2 separate regions of the Mus musculus genome follow, and region 1 is linked to region 2. The links are chromatin contacts, called in public Hi-C maps. All regions are on one chromosome and are shown on one strand. Each heading gives the region's core, a stretch centred on a gene start, on an enhancer-like site or on the middle of the called end of the contact. The rest is flanking DNA. Distances are from core to core; before and after follow the strand shown.

What was found. Hi-C and Micro-C count contacts between places; a contact is called where the count stands out from the background.
Region 1: a Hi-C map of regulatory T cells shows a contact between it and region 2, with 7 times the contacts expected there. The contact joins the promoter of Casp9 here to the promoter of Cplane2 in region 2. A contact is called at or near these places in 1 of 484 Hi-C or Micro-C datasets (regulatory T cells), 1 of 115 datasets of contacts at active chromatin or transcription factors (pancreatic cancer cells) and 1 of 9 other capture datasets (liver).

The regions. Positions count from the first base shown.
Region 1 is chr4:141,792,226-141,795,027 of GRCm38.p6, forward strand. Casp9 (caspase 9) reads left to right here and starts at 1,387. Exons shown (of 9, transcript NM_015733.5): 1 at 1,387-1,761. The coding sequence starts at 1,630.
Region 2 is chr4:141,212,512-141,215,211 of GRCm38.p6, forward strand. It overlaps Cplane2 (ciliogenesis and planar polarity effector 2), which reads left to right and starts at 1,445. Exons shown (of 6, transcript NM_001081174.2): 1 at 1,445-1,552; 2 at 1,812-1,961. The coding sequence starts at 1,850.

The DNA of each region.
Region 1 (2,802 bases), core at 137-2,636, 580 kb after region 2:
AATCTCCTTTACTTTGGGGCAACTAACCCCCTTTGAGTTTCTCATTACTGCTCTCCCCAGATTTCCTGTTTGTAAATTCACCTCAGCTGCTCCTCCCGAGTGTACATCCTATTTTATGGAAGGAAATGTTGACTGATGCCCAAATCAGGAAACAAGTGTAATATTATCGTTTGACATATTCCAAGGTGGATTCTTGGCTATGAGTCTATTCTGGTTCTGGTCACGCTGTGAGATCCCTGACACATGTCTACAGCTGTCATCAAGGAATAACTATATCCCTGTCAGGAATGTGGCATAAGGCTAGCAGAGAGAATAGCGTAAGGGGCTAGCACAATGCCCAATTACTTTTTTAAAAATGTGTTTAATTAGTTAATGCATATATGAGCACTCTGTCTTCATGCACAGAGGGAATCAGATCCCATTACAGATGGTTGTAAACCACTATGTGGTGGCTGGGATTTGAACTCAGGACCTCTGGAAGAACAGCTGGTCCTCTTTACCCTGAACCATCCATCTCTTCAGACCTTGTTCAATTACTTTTTTTAAAGATTTATTTATTTATTACATGTAAGTACACTGTAGCTGTCTTCAGACATCAGAAGAGGGTGTCATTTCTCAATACAGATGGTTGTTGAACCACCATGTGGTTGCTGGGATTTGAACTCATGACCTTCAGAATAGCAGTTGGTGTTCTTAACCGCTGAGCCATCTCTCCAGTTATTTCAATTACTTTTTAAGTCGTGGAAATAAGTGGTACAAAACTGAGAGAACATAGGATTAGATTCCTGGCAGTTTCTCTGGGGGAGGTGCTGAGGAGGGAAAGAGAGCGAGATCTAACCAATGAGCTTGGTTAGATTGAGGGCACGATAGCCCTGAAACAGCAGGCAGCAAGAGGTTTACTAGCCGCAGCGTTAGAAAGCCACAGCCAGCAAGGGACTTGAAAGATCTAGGACAAATGTCTAGGCGTGGTTTTCTTCCCTTTTCTCTCGTGATCCTTTGAGTATCTGTAGAAGTAGGGTCATTGTGAATTTTGGTAGAGCAATCGCCATGCGAGGGGAAAAGTTACAACTACCGCTAAGCAGAACCAGCAAATGGGAGCAAGATAGCAAGGCAACCACAAGGCCTGGAACCCTAGGGGAGAGTCTGGGATGCAAAGGAGGGCTTCGGGGCGGGGCGAAGGAACTCGGTAGGGCGGGATTGCTGGTCTACGAGGCGAGGAGGGGCGAGTCCTAGGGGAGAAGCGTTATCATGTGAGGCAGGTCTTAGTCCGTACGGCGAAGTGATGGGGCGGAGCTTGAATGCAGCGCCAGTGGGCGTGGCGAAGCAGCGCGGTCGTAGGGCGTGGCGAAGGGGCGGGGCCTGAGAGCGCGGCGTTGAGGGAGGTGTTGGGGGCTGGTGGTGGGGTGAGCGGCCGTGGGAGCTGTTTTGATTGCGGAGGTGGAGCCCAGTGAGCGCGAGTCACAGGCCGCGGGGCGGGGCGGGGCGGGGCGGAGCGGAGCCCAGTGGACCGGGTGACCGCTGGCCGGAGCGGGATCCCTGGAGGCGCTATGTGGGGGCGGGGCGTGGGCGCCGGGGCGGAACCCGAGGGCCGGAAGCGGACAGAACCCGGGGTCCCGCAATCGGCTCGCCATGGACGAGGCGGACCGGCAGCTCCTGCGGCGATGCAGGGTGCGCCTAGTGAGCGAGCTGCAAGTCGCGGAGCTCTGGGACGCTCTGCTGAGTCGAGAGCTCTTCACGCGCGACATGATCGAGGATATTCAGGTGCGCCCCGCCTCCTTGTGTCCGCCCTCTTTTTCCCGCGGCGCAGATAGGGACTGGGAGGTCGCTGAGAGGTTCTCTGAAGCCACTACGGAGCTCCTGCCCTTTTTTTCCGCTTTGCACCCTGTGCAATCCACGCCCTGGGAAACCATGGTGTGGGAACTCCATTTTTAAAACCTTCCCCAGTACTGCCCTCTTAGTTCGCCACAAGAATAAAATAGAAGAACCCATGCTCCTCTTTTGTGGAGTGTTTGTTAAAAGCGGTCTGTAATCTGCACCGTTTGAACTTTTATGATTTTTCTCTTCTCTAGTATAAGGGCCCTAGACACCCACTTTAGCCTTATACTGGCACATTGTACCAGTCACTTCCCGTTTTTGAATCTCAGTTTCTAGGGCTGTGAAATGGAACGGTGGTCATCCTGTCCTAGGACAAGGACATAGAATCAGGATCTGTCTTTTTTGGCTGGGCTTTTATCAAGTGCATGTTTTATAAAGGAGTTCAGAAAAGAAGGAATTTGATGCAGGTAATGCAGAAGAATAAAATCAAACATTTGATTTTTTTTAATCCACTTTCGCCCACTTAAACCTAGAGCATGAGTCACAATGTTGATGGCTTGTGTAAAGGGGTGTATTGAATTTCTACGCTATATGGATTACTGTGTGAGTGGAATTATTCTGGATCAAAATATAATGGTGGCAGTATTATTTTCATTGTACTAGAGTTCAATTTTAGCTTGATAAAATTCTGTATTACACAAGGGAAAAGGTCAACTTGTTCAAAGTCTAAAGATGAGTATGAAAATTACAGAGAAAACAGGATAGCTGTATGCATAAATGCATCTTCTATTGGAAGATACAGAGTAAAAACTCTTAAAGGACTCTAAAAAGAGAAAAAAAAAACCACTTTAGCATCTTTGTTCCAGTTGATGCCTCACCACAGGTCTGAAAAGGGAATATTTCTTTCTGAGAGGATATGAGTGCCAGGCCCTGGGGGACTGTCTACAAGGCTGTCTCCAGCATCTGTATTGGAACGTGGCTTGGTCC
Region 2 (2,700 bases), core at 195-2,694:
TTCTGGTCTGTGATTGACAGATCTCTGCCACTACAGAAAGGGCCTCATCTCAGGAGCATGTGCAATGGGTTCCGTCCAGCCACAGACTCCAGTAGAAATGGTTTCCTCTTGCACAGCCTTGCTGCCTCGTAAGGCAGGGACCGAAGCACCCTCTCTTGCACCCTCCTCCCTTGCCCACCTCCGTCTGCCTCCGTGGGTCTGTGACCTCCTTGCTGCTATTGACTTCACTAGCACTCCTAGGTGCCGAGGGTGAAGTCTTGAAAACCCAGAACCCAGTCTGGCCGGATAGATAACATGTTTTTAGAGTCAGGTAACCCAGGCTTCTGAGTCTGTTTTTCCACTGACGAGGTGTGTTCCAGCTACCTCATCTGGAGTAGCAAAGACATGAAGCTGTTTATATAGAGATGAGTGTCCACAGACTCCAGGGCAAGCGGCCCTCACGGAGTCTACTTAACTCATTCCTTGCAAAGCAGTGGCTGGCCCTCCTTGAAGACGCTGCTCGAGATGCTGGTGAAGATGACAGACGTCACTCAGAGTGTCTCAAACACCCGCTCATCTTGTGCAGCTCACAGGCATTTCCTGAGCTGCCATCTTTGGGGTTGCTCACAGGTCCGGGCCGGAGCATCCAGTCCGAGGGCAGGACTTCTGGCTCACCCTTGCTTCCCAGCACCAACCAGATGCTGGGCACACAGTTGGGGCTTGGTCATTGTTGAATGACAAGAATGAATAAATCAATTAGTAGACAAATGGCTCTTTATTCAGACCTCTTACAAAGCCCCTTGAAGCCTCAATCCAGAGGTATTTGACTCTGGACCTGCTGGGCAGGGTTGATGGAGCTGTGATGTTAATAACAGGAGCGTAAGAACTAAACCTGCTGAGCTTTGCTGCCCAGCATGGTTGTAAAGAACCCTGTGAAGGTAAATAAATAAATGGCCAGACATGGTAGCACATGCCTTTAATCCCAGCACTAAGAGGCAGGGGAGTTTCTGTGAATTCAAGGATAGCCTGATCTACAGAGAGTGTTTAAGGACAGTAAAGGCTACTATACAGAGAAACCCTGTCTCGAGGAGGAGGAAGAGGAGGAGAAGGAGGAGGAGGAGGAGGAGGAGGAGGAGAGGGATGAGAAAAGAGAGGAGGAGGAGCAGGAAGAGGAGGAGGAAGAGGAGGAGGTAGAAGAAGAGGAGGAGAAAGGGAAAGAAAAAAAAGAAAGGAAATAATATCCATTTTGTAGAAAAGGAAACTTAAGAGGCTCAGAAAACTGATGAAGCCTCCTTTCTGGGGGAGATGATCATGTTTGATAGGAAAATATGAGCTCACATTGGTAAAGTCGAATAAGAAAGATCCTGCTTAGGGAAGGAGCTGCAGACCTTGCAAAACCTACAAAGACCCGCCGGAATTCAGGAGCCCCGCCTCCGCCTGCGTCGCCATGGCAACATTTCTGCGCATGCGCTTCGTGGTCAGCGTCTTGACCTGACGGAAGCAGGCTCTGCTGGCAGGACAGAAAAGAAGGGCGGGCTTTTAAATCGTCACCCTGCTGGCGGGGACTGTGAAGGTTGGTGGTCCCGGGAGTCGGAATTGAGGGGGTAGAGGCGAAGTGGGGCTCGGAAGGAGATAAGGCAGAGGGGACTTGTGGAAATACCTTCCCAGGACAAGGATGGGTTAGTTCCCCAGAGAGCAATGTAGAAGGATGGGGCTATAGAAATGCACCTTCGGGATGGGGATCCAGGTTCCAAAGGAAAGCCAGAGAGAGATTAAGGACCTCGGAGTCGCCTTGCGATAATGGTTGGCCCTCTCTCCACTTCTACTCCCAGTATTCGGACACATCCTTACCTTACTGGCGTACTCAAGCATGGCCAGACCTCCCATGCACGGTTCGGTGATTGTCCCAGACTGGCATGAGACGGTCGAGGGTAAGGAGTACTTAGCCTGCATCCTGCGCAAGAATCGCCGGCGGGAGTTTGGTAAGCGGCACCCCACCTCACCCCACCCCCGTCCCCCAGACCTCACCACGTGCCACTAGTACACTCTTGACACTCCCTGGGGCGGCAGGAACAGATCTGTGGAACCTGCCCCACAGCACTTCTGACCATCGAGGTCTCCTGGGTGCCGCCTCTAGCCTCTAGTCTCAGGCCCCCTTCCCCAAATCTCCTTAAAGCTAATTCCACCAACAGAGCCAGGAACCTGGAAACAGCCCATGCCTGCCAACAGCAACTGTCACCAGAGATGCTGTTGACTGAGCCCTCACTTGGGGTCATGCCCTCTGCTGGGCACTTTGCACAGCAACCTTGCAACCTTGTTTCAGAAAGCGTTTCACTATGTTGCCAGTATTCATTGTTGTGTATCCAGTACTGGTTATGTAGACCAGGCTGACCTCAAACTCACAGAGATCCACCTGGCCTCTATCTTCTAAGTGCTGGGATCAAAGTCACGCATCACCACACCATGTCCTGCCTATTCAACTTTCTATTTATTTATTTTATGTATATGAGGGCTCTGTCTGCATGAATGTCTGCAGACCAGAAGAGGAAACAGTGTGAGACACCATCCATGTAGGTGCTGAGAATTGAACTCTGGAAGAGCAGCCTGTGCTGAGCCATCTCTCCAGCTCCTGCTGTGCAGTTTTAAGAACTCATAAAGATCCCAATGAGTTGGTTTGGGGATTTATTTGTAGTAGCTGTAAATATTTTTGCTTATATTTCC